Regions from separate parts of the Mus musculus genome. Here region 1 is linked to region 2. Evidence: chromatin contacts called from public promoter capture Hi-C data. All regions are on one chromosome and are shown on one strand. The core of a region is the stretch at or near the end of the contact, and the rest is flanking DNA. Distances in the headings are between cores, read along the strand shown.

What was found. Promoter capture Hi-C pulls out the DNA fragments that hold promoters and counts their contacts.
Region 1: a contact with region 2 is called in a promoter capture Hi-C map of embryonic stem cells, with 9 times the contacts expected there. The contact joins the enhancer-like site here to the promoter of Lrmda in region 2. A contact is called at or near these places in 2 of 39 promoter capture datasets (embryonic stem cells and frontonasal cranial neural crest), 1 of 15 datasets of contacts at CTCF or cohesin (the NIH/3T3 cell line), 5 of 115 datasets of contacts at active chromatin or transcription factors (acute myeloid leukemia, embryonic stem cells, large pre-B cells and 1 more) and 2 of 9 other capture datasets (adipose tissue and embryonic stem cells).

The regions. Positions count from the first base shown.
Region 1 is chr14:23,392,443-23,399,515 of GRCm38.p6, reverse strand. The region is part of intron 19 of Kcnma1 (potassium large conductance calcium-activated channel, subfamily M, alpha member 1); the gene reads left to right. Among named protein-coding and RNA genes, the nearest start is that of 5430425E15Rik, 110 kb to the left of the region's middle. Within about 2 kb of position 3,670, at least 5 of the 459 cell types and tissues checked have an H3K27ac peak or open chromatin away from gene starts, as enhancers often do.
Region 2 is chr14:22,014,004-22,021,275 of GRCm38.p6, reverse strand. It overlaps Lrmda (leucine rich melanocyte differentiation associated), which reads right to left and starts at 1,564. Exons shown (of 7, transcript NM_028275.1): 1 at 1,368-1,564. The coding sequence starts at 1,397. It overlaps Gm41106 (a long non-coding RNA gene), which reads right to left. Exons shown (of 2, transcript XR_874397.2): 1 at 4,931-7,272; 2 at 2,471-4,235.

The DNA.
Region 1 (7,073 bases), core at 2,421-4,920, 1.4 Mb before region 2:
CACACTTTATTATTGCCCATTTCTACATTATTCTCAACTGTGTGTATCCGCAGAGGACCATGATCTTTGGGCACACAGAAACCCAGGCTGGTATGTCTTCCCATCTCATTCTTGTCTCTAAACTTATTTTCTGTGAAGGTCCCACTGGGTAAGACTGACTGTCTGGGGTGTGTATTGATCTCTGATGTGACATTGTCATATAATTCTTTTGTATGGCTAGGTTTATATAACTTGTGTATTACATATTTGAGGGTAAATCTGTCTTGTTTATCTAGCTTAACTTGTCATTCTCATTTTTTTGATGTCTTTTGGAGATTTAAAAGGAAAGTACAAGAAAAAGCAAAGTCCTGAGGTTTCATTTAATTATTACTTTATTTACTTATTTATTGCTTCATTCATTCATGTATGTATATATGTATGCATGTATGTATAGAATGTTGGGAATTGAACCTAGGAACTCGTGTTTGCTAGACAGTTATTCTACTCTTGAACTTCATCCTCAGCCCAGTTTTCCCAAGGTTTTGGTTGAATAGACAGGCATGAGACTCAAACATTGGCATTCTACAAATTTCCCTGGTTCATTTCCTTGGAAGCCAGAACTTTAATCGCCAAAGCAAATCAGATTTTCCCTGGCACAGCAGTCTTTTTTTTTTTTTTTTTTTTTTTCCTTTTGTAACCTTCTAGGTGGAGTCTGGTAGGAAGTATTAGAGAGTTATTTTGTGGCTGGCTAGTTATGTGGCCTTTAGTCAATGGCTGGCTCCAATTATATTTCCCACATAATAGGAGACAGCGTTCAGGCTCAAATCATCACTGAGCAGAGCTGGGAAGGTCTTACATTTAATGAATTCCAACCTCCTAGGATGGGAAGTGTCTTGCTGATGCCGCACATGAGATCTAGGCCTTGGATCAAGAAGCCAGGGCTCCTGACCACGAGACCCTTTCCTTTACTCTGCCAAGCTTGATCTAGCCACTAGGATCAATTTACTAGTAAACCTCACCAGGGGCTCAAGTCTGTGGGAGAGTCATCGATGTGTGAGGTGTGTGTAACGACATTAGAGGGACTTCAAAGTCTAGTTGGGGACACATTAGAGCAGGAAATAAGTTAATAACAGAACTAACTAAGGAGATGACAGGGAGTAATATGAGAAGAGCCAAGAAAGTCTTAAAGAAGACAGTCTACCTCATTTAGGAACGTTTTTCTGGAAAGGGAGAGGGTAGCTTGTTTCTTGAAGGCTCAGTAGACTAATACATTGGGAAGGAGGTATCACCTCCCCCATCCCATTACTTAACTACCCTGCCAATGTATGTCTATCATCTCATGGCCCCCCCACCAGAAATCCAGGAAAAAGAGCCCCTTACAGTCAGACAGCACACGTTTCCTGTAATTTAGAGGGAACAGTGGGGTTTCTCCATGTTTCTTCACATCTGAGTTTCATTTGTCACAGCCTCCTCAAGTGGAGCCCATTGAAAAGTTTTTTGGCTTGCTTTGTTTTATGACACTTAGCAAACCTAATTACTTGGCCTGAACAGTTCACTGGGGCCACACAAATATGGCTCAAAGGCCACTGTTGAATAATGCAAAGGATGAGGGTGGTACAGGACACCAAACTCATTCTCCCAGTTGGACAAAGGATCAGTTGCCTACGGGAGGCAGAAAGAGAATAGGAGCCAATTTAAATAGAGTGCTGAGCCATTAAAGGACAATAGACAGGCAATGTGGAGGATCCCATAACAGACTTCCAAATTATTCCTCAAGTCAAGAAAACAGTTGTGGAGAAAGTTTAGCAAGAGTGTAACAAGGGGACTCATCAATGCACTTTTTACAGTTTCCATCCATTTTCAGAATATCACTAGGACCTAAGTACTTGGACTGTTCACATTACATAGGAAAGCCAATTGGAATTTTGTAAGCCTCCAATGTGTAGGTTTGAAGCCAGTAGGGTGCTTTCCAATCCTGGTACATAGCTCCTACCCTCCTTGCCACACAGTATCAACTGACAATTGGAGACATAGCATGCCATAAGAATTTGCCCTATCTTGGGAGTATTGTGCTTAAACAAAGGCTAATGAGGACTGCCTGCCTTGTGAAGCCAGGGACTATATACAGCAGTGGGGGATTTGTCCAGTTGCGGAACCCATATCCTGTGAGACAACAGACTTTCCTAGAATGAATACCTGGTTTCCTGCAAGATTTTTAAATGTAGTTAGAAATCCATGGTTTTGTGGGTAAATTTCTGGCTGAAAAAAAACAAAACAAAACAAAACAAAAAACAAAACAAAACAAAACAAAACAAACAAACAAAAAAAAACTGTCCCCTACAGAATTCCCTGGATTAGCAGGATGGAGTTAAGCAGAGCTTACCAGTGACTCCATTTGTTTGTCAGGCTATTACCTTGTGATCTCTGCATCACAGGGCATCTGATCTCTCAGATCTCTAGAAAGAAAAACAATAGATCTTATAATGCCCAGTAATTCTGAAACCAGAACCCCAAAGAGGCCTAGAACACTGTGAAAATGGCTCCATTTGTAGAGTTCTTATGATGTAAGCATGACGCATGACAATAGAAGTACACTCCCCAGAACCTGCCTCAGAAGTCCCATGTGCTGCTATGTACCTGTAATCCCAGCATTGCAAGAGCAGGCATAGGACATGTTGCTAGTCAGCTTAGTCTAGCCATATCATTGAACTTCAAAGATTAAGGTGAGAGAGATTGAAAAAGACAGTTAATGCTGACCTCTGGCCTGCACATGTGCGCACTCACACACACACACACACACACACACACACACACACACACACACACACACACACTGTTAAGACTTCCAAGATCCCCTATCATCTAATTCTCCTTTATGGGTGGGGTTCTGGTGGCTAATGATCTGAGTTCAGTGAGCAGACCTAAGCTCTGCTTCTGGCTTTGATTTTTAGTGTAGTCTTGAACCCAAAGAAGATGAGACCAGAGCACTTTGGAACCCTTCAAGCCGAAGGATCTACACCCCACAGCTTCTTTTCACAGTGTGCTGAGCAAGGAACCCACTGCACACTTGTATTCTTAAAATGCTGCACAGGATATATCCGGACAATAAATTATAGTAGAGATGGATTCTGAGCTGACCATTCAGCACTGTCTTTAGAAGGTTACTATGTCCTTAAGAAACATACCATACTAAATGTTGTGTTTAGTGTAAAATCACAATCCCAACTGTGCCTTGCCTCCCAAGGTTAAAAGCATCCCATATTTCTAAAGGGCTCTGTCAGGACATTTTTCACTGGGTACCTGGGTTGCACTAAAAAATCCATGCATTTTGCTTTTATCAGAGTTTCAGAGAAATATCGTGTTAACCATCTGGAATACATATTAGAATTCTAGGGCCCTTGACACAATGGACTCCACAGCAGATATGGTGTTTATGGATGACCTGATAATGGTAATATTAATGATCTTTATTTATATAATACATGGTTTAGAAAACAGCTCTATGTAGACACAGTTGGATTCGGGGCTGGTCTTTAGAAGGCAGAATCAGCCCACCAAGCACTAATTTTAACAACAGAAATAGCAGAGTGAAAACGGAAATAAAAGTATGATTGACATCTGCTACTCATATTCATGTGAAGCTGTTTAGCGGGGAGGGGGAAAACAGGAAGAGGGTGAGATATCAGTTAAAGCATACGAGCTAATAGGAACTCGCAACCCAAACTGAAAATGTAAACCAGCATAGCAGTAACTGGGAGCGGTGGATGTGGGGTTGCACTGATGTCTGCAAGAGTTCTGACACCCTCTCACTTTTTTGTTTCTCACCCTGGGCAGGTGGCAAGACTCAGGTTCCAAGGCAGCATGATCCTTTCTCCACTCCTCTGGCTATCTGACAATTTGTAAACCCAGGAGGAAGCCTGTGTTGCACAGGCTGTCCTTAGCAATCTCATGCACACAGTGTGAAGTGATCCAAAGAAATAAGCCACTGGTTGTTTACCTCATAGCATTCTGTGGGGTGGTGGGAACAGCCACTCGAATGAATGCCCTTGAGAAATGCGCAGGGCCAGGGTAGGGAGAGGGTGCAGTCAGTTTTAAGAGCATATCTGGAATCTCAGAAGTCAAGAACGTCATCTAATATCTTTAAATAATGAAAATAGAGGAAAGATCATAATGAACGAAATCTCATCTTTTTGAAAGGATGACCTAGTAAACAAGGTTTAATGCCAGTGTTTAGCCTTGGAATCTAACAGGGAGGAAACCAAAATGGGCAGCAGTAAGCTGGGAGCTTCACTTACCCATGTGAGTCCTTTTAAGGTGCAGAGAGCAGTGGCTGGCACCTTAACAGGGGTTTTCCTCATGATGATATAAATGAAACCTACACAGTAATAAATAAGGCATACTAGAAGGAAGTTTGTTTTCAGGTACCCCACATTCTGTTACATTTCTTTATGTCTTTGTTAAATGTTTGAGCTGAGAATTGCCACCCTGACATTTACAATGATGGTTTTAGACAGGAGGCTCAAAAATATCAGCACTAACCTTAAAATAAGTAAGTAAGTAAGTAAGTAAATAAATAAATAAATAAATAAACAAGGATGCTTGTATATTCCACGTCATCACTCTGTACGCTCCAGCTGATGATTTTATTAAGGATGCAGCAGGAAGGAAAGAATCAAGGATAATTATAAATTCATAAATACATAATTCATTGGCATGAGATGATTTTAATGGGATGGATGCTGGGTTGTCTCTTTCTTCAAGAAAATAACGTCAGTGCTCTGATTAAAGCCCATAATCTGGCCTCTATGAAATACTTGCCAAACTGATGGGGTGCATTTTCTTCTCTGAAACCATCTTTGATAAGAAACGCATTACAAACTCATCAGTTTGGCTTCCTGTTAACAAAGAGACAGCAGCCGTCTGGATCATTCTGGATTCTCAGTGAAACTGCCATCCCATGTATCCCACAACTAACGCTATGCCAGTTTGACAAGGGGCAGACGAATCCAGGAGTTACTATGCGGGGGTTTAAATCTATGCGGCAGCTGACGGTTGAAATAATCATCTGTATATGGCTCTGAGCTAGCCGGGGAAAGGTTGAAGCTGTATATTTTCAGCATATCTACTCTAATGGTTAATCTGTTGTCTTGTACAGGGCTCTCACAGGGTGGACCTGCAGCACATCCTGACAGCTTAGAGGAATTACTCATAGAGGATGGGCTTTCGCCTTGACTCTCAGAGTATCCCGGTAGATGAATTTAAGTTCGCTTGATTGAAAAAGGTGGAACTCACCTGACTCAGGTCCTCAAAACATGAAGGGACCAATAGGGCCCATAGCAGGTTGGGTCATAGGGACAGTAGTGTCACGAAATGACCTCTATCTGCCCCCAAGTCCTCAGACTGTGTGCTTCAATATAATAGGACTCTGACCCATTGTATTGCTTGCCTGTTTGGGCAAGTGGGAAAGTATAGTGCCTTTTGGAAAGGTCAGAAGCTGGACAGATGTGCAGAGGAGCCTGCTGAAGGCATCAACACAGATTTTCTGCCAAGGGTCAGCTGGTTAATATCTTTAGCTTTGTAGGCTATATGGTCTCTATTGAAGTTATGAAGTTGCTCAATATTGATATAGAAGAAAAGATGCTAGGGACAACAGGGAAATAAATGTTGGTGGCTCTGGTCACATGTAATTTTATTTATAGAGACTAAAACTCGAATTTTGTTTTGTTTTGTTCTTGGTATTCTCAGTAGAATCCAGGTCAGCCCCAAACCCTAATCCTCCTGCCTCAGCCTTTGAAGTGCTGAGATTACATACCTTCCCATGCCTCCTAGCTAACACCATTTTAATGTTTTAGGAAATATTAGCCTTATAGCTTTTACCAATCATTAAACAATTGTGGGCTATACAAAAGCACATGGGAGGCCACTGTTGACCCTGGTTATGAAGAGTCATGAGAAGAAGGCAGCTTCTGGTGCCAGGAGCTGAGCAGACTTCATCCATGCTCTAAATGACCTAAAAACACAACCATCGCACAGTAGGGCTTCAAACAAAAAAAAAATCAATTCTACCTTTGGCCTGCAGGCCTTCCCATCTGGTTGGCTTGAGGAAGAATGTGGTGGGGGTGGAGGGTGGGGTGGGGTGGGAGATGGTGATTAGGGTTGAGCTGGGTTTTTTTGAGTTCTGTTTAAGTCCTGCCCTAGTTTGGTTCAAATGAATTAAAAGTGGTCTTCTTGCTCCGGTAGCCCTCTTTAGACTCGCCTAGAATCACTCAGGGATGTTCTTGCATTTCTCATTTCACTTGTATGCTCCTCCCCCAATTCTATTGTTCATGTCTGGGTCTTTTTGCTGAGAGGGTAACACCTAGGATTTTCACCTGAGCCTCCACTGTACTGGAGGCAATAGAGAAGCCTATTCTAAGGTGAAAAAATAAAAAAGAAGGAAAAGGGCCAAAGGCAACTAGATGTCCTAAAGGAGTGCATAGTGATGGGCAAGTACAGCAGGGTCAGAGTTCAGGGAAGATAAATGACCCGAGATTCTAGATGCAATCCAATTGGATGGAATTTGTGGGTACCATGGGAATACACAGTCTATCTAGTTTGATTCTAGAGGAGTCTTTATTCCTATTTATAGAAAGAAATTACAGTGAAGGTCACATGGATCCTGTTAACATATTCATGTAGTTTTTTTTTTCTCTCTCTCGTGTAGGAGCTGAATTCTTCCATTACTCTATATTGATGGACTCAAACTTACATAATTCAGGTTTCCTAGGCATTGAATAGAGCCAGAAATATACCCTGTGATTAACTTCTACATAACCTATTGTTCCTTAAAGTCTCCTTTCCTATTCTTCTATTAGCACTACAAAAGCCAGAAATGGAAAATCACCAACAAACCCTCCCCTTTCTGTCCTACTAGCTCTCCACGGGGCGGGTGCGCCCTGTGCCATGTTAGTACAATATAGCCGCCCATTTTCATTTTATATAATGACAGATTCCTTTAATAACCTACGCCCTCCGAGCTTTACAAATAAATCTGTTTCCTGTTTTTTCAGCTACAGGTTGTGAGATTTCCCAGCTGGATAACGTACAGGAAGACG
Region 2 (7,272 bases), core at 315-2,814:
AGAAATGCAGAGACCACAGTATGCAGGGGGAGAGGACCCTGCTTTGTAGGCAGATGCATGAGGGCAGGACCCCCTTCCCGGGCACACACCCCTCTTTCTAGGAAGCCAAACCTCCCAGAAGCCCCTATACCCTGGCTTAAAATAAGATTCTCCTTTTCTGGCCGCTCAGTGGAGGCTGACAGCAGCCTGGCAGGCTCACTGCTGAGCTCTGGACTTGTGCCTGTCTGAGACTCCAGGCAGAGCCAGGGATCCTAGGAGATTAGGCCAATAGGGGCAGCAGAGAGATGGCAATTCAGCTTATTTCCATCAATACCTGCAGGGTGCCTGGTGCATAGAAGTCACTCAATAAATGTATTCAGTTGAGGAATAAACTACCAGACTCTGTTTTTTTAAAAAAAAAAAAAAAAAATGGAGTAGTTTGGTAGGGTGCACCCAGCAGGTATTTGTGTTTCCCCTTTGTAAAACTCTGAGGCCTCTGAGGAAGAACAATTCCCTTATCCCTGATGCTCTGAGCCTAAAGGGAGAACTTTCACCCTGTCTCCCTAGGGTGGAGAACTTTGCATAGTGAGTGCTGGCTTCATGGGAGGCAAAGCAAAAGAGAAACTACTTTTTTTTTCAGCACATACAGGGTCCCTGCTCAGCCTAGGGGAGTTTACCAGAGACCTTACCAAAGAGCTGAAAACGGGCACTGCGGGGTGTCTACCATCCAGTCTTGCCATGCCTTAGTGACACCTCTTCAAGAACCAGAGTAAAAATGTAGCACACCCTGGGCCTCCACCAGCCTTGAAAAGGAACCTCATTGTGAAAACAGAGCTCCTCCAGCCCCCGGCCAGGCGACACTCTGTGGTTTTCGTTGTGGCTCTGATGACTCTGTGCGCTTTGCTGCCATGCCCCCTCCCCCCTTTCTCCCATGTAAATGTATCAGATCATTTGTACAGTTGCCCTGGTATCAATAGGTAAACGGTTGCGTATTAAAACATTTTTCTTGCACCCTAAAAGTTCTTCTAAAACCCGCATTGTGAAAGAAGAAACTGAACCACTTTTGGTGAAAAATATGAGCCACCAGCACTGGGTCGCATGGAGAAGTTAGTCCCTAAGTGTTGATCAGTGTGACTCTAAGGACAGAGGGAGTTGGGGGATCTCAACTGCTTATCACACCACTACAAAGTGTGGCAGGATCAAAAGAAGAGTCTGACCCTTCTTCAACTTGGAGAAAGTGTGGGTACTTGGCACACATCACCTGCACATGCGACCTCCTCCCAGGGAAAAGGCACTCAGGTTAAAAGCCTTGGAGACCCGTGCCCCTCTGTCCCTCCCATCCCCAACTGGATCCCGGGACTAGATGGGGCTCACTTGGACCGACTTACTTGAGTTCCACTGACCATGAGCCCAGCCATTGTGGCAGGAACCCAGCAGGCGGGCGGCACTGAGCAGGGTGGCGGGCGGCGCAGTTCCGCACTGGGAGGTCAGCTGACCAACGGAAGCCCTAGACTCCGGTCGGCCACCAAGAACTGTGCGCAGCAGCGCTGCCGCCGCTGGCTGGCTCAACCCGGTGCACGTGAACCTGCACCTCCGGGCAGCTCGCAGCGGGTGGCCCGCGGCGCTGCACCCAGCGTGGGAACCCCACGCGACTACTCCTCTCTCCTGCCCAGTTCCTGTCCGGTTCCTCTACGGCCCCCGCTCCCCAAAAGGTGCCCCTTCCAGAATCCAATGCCCAGAGCTTTATTGCATTCATCAGACTCAGACTTGAAGTGAAGGGTGAAGGGGGTCCCCATCGTGGACGTGTCAGCAGAGTTGCTGCTAGTTCCCGACTCAGAACTGGGCCTTCCCAGAATTTCACAATCTAGGTTACATAACCGTCCTCAACTGCTGGAAGGAGGGGCCTCTTCACTCAAAGTCCCCAGTACAGTCTAAAAAGTATGAGCTTGCTAGCAGTGGGGAATGGGTCTCCTGGTGGGATGGAGTTTCCATTTGTTAGAGAGAAGGCTACAAGGAAAGGTTGAATTTTCCCCTTAAAGTGTCAGCTGGTCATACAGCCCCTACTCTCTTCAGGCCCACCACCACCGCAGTAGCTGACAGTAATGAAAGTTAGGGCAGGAATATTGATAATGTCTCCTACTCTCAGGATCCTTTTGTTCTTATTCTCCTCCAAGGGAAGAGACATGTGTAAGAATCAAAGCTATTAATCCTGTCGGCAGCACACACACGAGCCTAAACACACATACGTGTATACACACACACACACACACACCCCTCCCACCTCACCCTCACCCTCCAGAAGGAAGAAGTGACCATTGTCACCTCCTGACTGGGAAATCCAACCCAAGACCAGCAGCTCCCACATTCCAGATTTCCCTCTGGAACCTTCTTCTTGCCTGCTCTTGCCTTCCCACCTCCACCCTAAGGATGGTGCCAGTCCTTACCTATCATTGGGGTCGTGGCTGATAGATAGGCCTAGAGCAAAGTCACGTTAGCAAGAGAAAAACACATTTAATCCAAGTTTTCCATGGTAGGGGAGCCTTCAGAAATGAAGGTGTGGTGGATGGGAAACCACAGGCCTGTAATGACAGCACTTGAGGGGCTGAGGCGGTATCTCAAACTGGAGGCCCGACGGGGCTACATAACAAGACTGTGTCTCTGAGAAGAAAATAGTGTGTATGTCCGTGTGTGTGTGTGTGTGTGTGTGTGTGTGTGTGTGTGTGTGTGCGTGTGTGTGTGTTCATGTGTGTGTGTATGTGTGTGTATGTATATGTTGGTATGTGTGTGTGTTCATGTGTATTCGTGTGTGTGTGTGTATGTGTATGTATTCATGTATGTTCGTGTGTGCATGTGTGTGCATGTGTGTGTGCATGTGTATGCATTCATGTATGTTCATGTGTGTGTGTGTGCATGTGTATGTATTCATGTATGTTCGTGTGTGTGTGCGCTCGCGTGCGCTCGCACAAAGATACAGCTCAGACTGGATGAAGCTGAGTTAGCTGAACAGGAATATGACGGACAAAAGGGTGCACTATTGAGTGTGTAAACATTAAAGGGAGAGGGCAGGAGAGCATCCCTCCCCCAGGGAGCCCACTGGGACTCTTCTGGGATCAGGATCTAAGGACTCTCCATCATACAAGGCAACTTGATTTCTTTGCGACCAGCTCCCACCCAGAAAGACAGCTTCAAGTAGGATCTCTAGGATGTAAGTCTTGCTCTGAGGGAGAGGGGGTCAGGTTCCCAGGATCCACCTTGGGGATGAGGAGTCTTGGCTTCTATGACTCATTTCTAGAGAGAGACGGTGCTGGAGACAGAAGAGCAGGAGACAGGAAGAGACTGCTTCTGAGGCTGAGCTGGGACCTTCCCTTCCCCATAATTATTATTACATTGTGTGTGTGTCCATTATAACATATATACATGTTCGCACTTGAAGAGGTGGATGACAGCTTTCGAAAGTTGGATCTCTCCTACCAAGCAGGTCCAGGAGAACTAACTCAGGCCCTTGGGCTTGACAGTGGTCACCTTTACCAGCTTAACCATCTCACTGTGCTCCCACCCTTTCCCCTTTCATTCTAAATGCTCATCCTGCCAGAGCCCTGGACTGTGGAGTGCCACTTTCTGAGTCCCTGCCCTGACTTGGCTGTTCTGCTCTCTTTATAGATGGATGCCAACATCACTCAACTAGATAAGGAAAGGCAGAGTCCTGGTCTCACTTTCAGGGCAGGTACTGTAGCTTGGCAGGACCACAGATAATTGTGGCTGCCACCTCCATACAGGAGAATGGTCACGAGACTTTGGCTGTCATTGTCTCTGTGTCTAAGCAGCACTTAGAAGCCACTGGCTATGCCTCCAATGATGACAGCTGTGATTGTGGTCAGAATTTTGCTCTGCCAGACAGTCCTGCTCTTCCAGACAGTCCTGCTCCTAGCACATCGCTAGACAGACAGGCTAGGATGGCAGCCTGCTGTTGTGCATCCAGAGGTTTCTGGAGGCTGCCTGCCTGCCCCTCTCTTTTACACTTGTCCCATAGGAAGAGTGGCTGCAGCCAAGTGGAGTCGTGGAAACGCAGTCAGACTATTTACTTTAGGTGGTTCCTGGAAACGCTTCAAGTGACGGGCAACAACAAAAAAGCTTTCCAGAGAGAAGGGGGGTGAAAAGGAGACTCCCAAGGCCTGGTGCCCCCAGGACAGCTGCCCCCTCCTACATTCAGTGCAGAGTCCAGGCTATCCAATCCATTGTCCACTTGGGTTTTCTGCCTGAAAGAGAAGAAATGGTTCAGTGAGGTAGCAGTTGTGATACTCTGTCCTCCCCTGCCACCTCCTACCTCAACCTGCCTAGAAGGACCTTAAGCAGAAGGTGACTCATAGAAGCCAGTGCCAAAACAAGGACCCCACTCATGCCCTTCCTCCACACACGGCTGCATCTTCTAAGCCAAGACTGTTATGCAAACACTGCTGATCACTAACACCATCGTGGACAAGGCTGGTCCCCCTTCACACGCGTCTCATGGCTGTTCCCTCCTCCACAGAGCCTCAGAAAGATTTTAAAACCCAAAATCTCCCAGTGTCTCCCATCCAGTTCCTCATAGAAGATATAATGTGATCTTCAACATCTCTGACAGGGCTGGAAGTTCATCTTGACTGGTAAAGAGCTTGCCTAGCATTGTCCAAGGCCCTGGGCTCAATCCTTCCTACCATAAAAAGGGAGGGAGACCCTGGTGCATATGTGTTACACATAAAATAAATCAATAGAATATAACAAAGGGGTTTTTTTTTAAGAAACATCTTTCTTATAGTCAGTCCCATCTTTCTATCCTCTGCCTGGACTCAGAGGAGATTTTAGTTTTGCCTGGAAATGCCTCCCCAGTGGCTCCTGTCTCCTACTCTGGGAACACACCAAGAAAGCCAGTTGACAGTGCATGCAAGGATCTTGGGAAGATTGTGAAACAAACCTCAGGATAGCTCCATCGGATGGAGGGTTTAGTGTATACTGTAGGGATCTGCAGAAAGTTCTTGATCAGAGTGAATGTCTGGGGTGGTTCCGGCTGCTACCGCAGAGTACCATAAACCCAAGTTAACAGCTGGGAATTCCTCATAGTTCTAGAGGCTGAGGAGTCCGAGATCAGGTGCCAGCAGATTCTATGTGTGGTGAGAGCCCACTCGCTGTCTTACCAGCAGCTACATCTCCCTGTGCCCTGTGAGGGACAAGCTAGCCATTGGAAGGGGGATCAGTAAGGACACTAATCCCATCGCAAGGGCCCCTCTGGTGACCCATCACCTCCTAAAGACCTCAGCTTCAAATACTCAAAGGGTTAAGGTTTTAACATGAACTTTAGGAGGACCCAAGCATTCAAGCTCTCCTGTTAGTAGTTTCCCTGGGGGTTGCTGTCAGAAGGCTCAAGCTGAAACTAGGGAGCTATCCTCTGCACTTGCCTGTCAGCTTCTGGGCGTTGGTCTAAAGAACAGAACAATGGGGGAGAAGACGAGGAGGAAGAGGAAAGGAGTGGAGATGAAGGAACACTAGATCTTATCTTCCTACCCAAGAAGATGGAGATGGGAGAGGGAGACACCTTTCTGCTTCCCTCTGACTAAACAAAAAAAATTGTAAGTAAAGTAGTCCTCCTCTTTGCAGGGAAGAGGGTAAACAGGGGCCGGAATGGAAGGATTTATAAGAATGAACAAGGAGCAGGAGCCTTGTTGAGGCTTCTGGATGGGCCAACTCCACTCCGGCCCCAGGAGCACTGAAAGGAAGGGGAGGCTCGTGCAAGTATTGGGGTTCCTCTTGAATCTCATCAACCTGTTCTATAATGAGAGCCACAGGCTCCATTTCATTCCCTAGCCTCACTGGGGACATTCTCAGGTAACATACACCCTTCAGGATAAATAGTCCAGCTTGCCCAGGGACATTTGTTATCCTGTGTCAATAAGAGATGCTGTCACTGTGATTATGTTTTCTGAGCCCCCATGAAGGTGTGTAGCCCAGTATGTGTAGATGCACACATGAGACCCAGAGAATATAAATCAAAACCAGGCACAACTGGGACCTCTGGGTCTGTGATTCTGGTCTCTAATGGGGCTTGTGGGGAGAGCAAGAAGGGTCAGCACACACAAGGGCACCTCCCCTTGCCACGCTGGAGGAAGAGGCCAAGGCTGAGCTTCCACTGTCACCCTTGCTGATAGTCCTTGGCAGAAAAGACCCTTTCCCTTTGGAGTTCTTCCTCTGTTGCATTCCCGGGGACACAAAGGAAGATCCTGTTTATTTCCAGTCAAGGGAGTTGATGTTGGGGTCAGCCAGGACCAGCCAAACAGGAACTGATTCCTTAAATCTTCAGATTGTGCCTTTGCAGTGCAGACAGGACCAGAGAGCAGGACCAGGCCAGTTCTGAAGCTCCCCAGCATTGTCTCCAGCCCGGCCTCCTTGCCTGCAAGGAAGTGGGGGACGAGTGGTCATCATTCATCATGTGCCAGCCTCTGGTTCAGGCTCTCCACACTGAGATTTCAGCTTTGAAAAAACAACAAGACATGTGCATATGAAATGCTCCTTGATAACGCATCTCCCTTTCAGGCCTTAAGAGGGGAGGAGGGGTGGAAATGCAAGAAAAAGTAGGGTTCCAAGTACCTATGGCAGAGGACAGAAGGTGATAGACGCTCCCAGACATTTCCAGTGTCCCTCAGTGAGAACAATGGATATCTTTTAAGTGTTTTGTGTGCCATCACAGTATCTGGCTCAGGGACTCCTATAAGTGCTCGTTCATTACTAGTTCCTGTTACAACACTTACTATGCTTCTTTCTCTGTTCCTCTATTCACCTTCGCTTTATGCTTTGATGGGTTTGAGCTTTTGCTGGTGGTGTGTGTGTGTGTGTGTGTGTGTGTGTGTGTGTGTGTGTGTGTAGTGTAGTGTAATGTATGTACACATGTGGATGTGCACACGTGTACAAACAAGTATACATGCATGACCGACATTCAGTGTTCTCTTCAGGTATCTTGTTCTCTGAGACGTGGTCTTCATCTGAACCTGAGGTACAGTGACACTGAGCTCAGTGGCCGGTCTGTGATCTCCAGGGATCCACCTGCCTGTGTGCCCCTTGCCCCAGCACTGGGGTTGCCTCCTGATCCACAGGCTGAGCAGACCAGCTTTTATGTGGGTGCTGGGACTCCAAACTCAGGTCACCAAGCTCACTCAGCAGGTGATTTGCCCACTGAACTACCTCCCTAGCCTGGTTCTTAAGAAGTTTCGTGCGAGCCAGACTCAATACGTGTCTGTAATTTGGTGTTCGGTGGCTGCAGTAGCA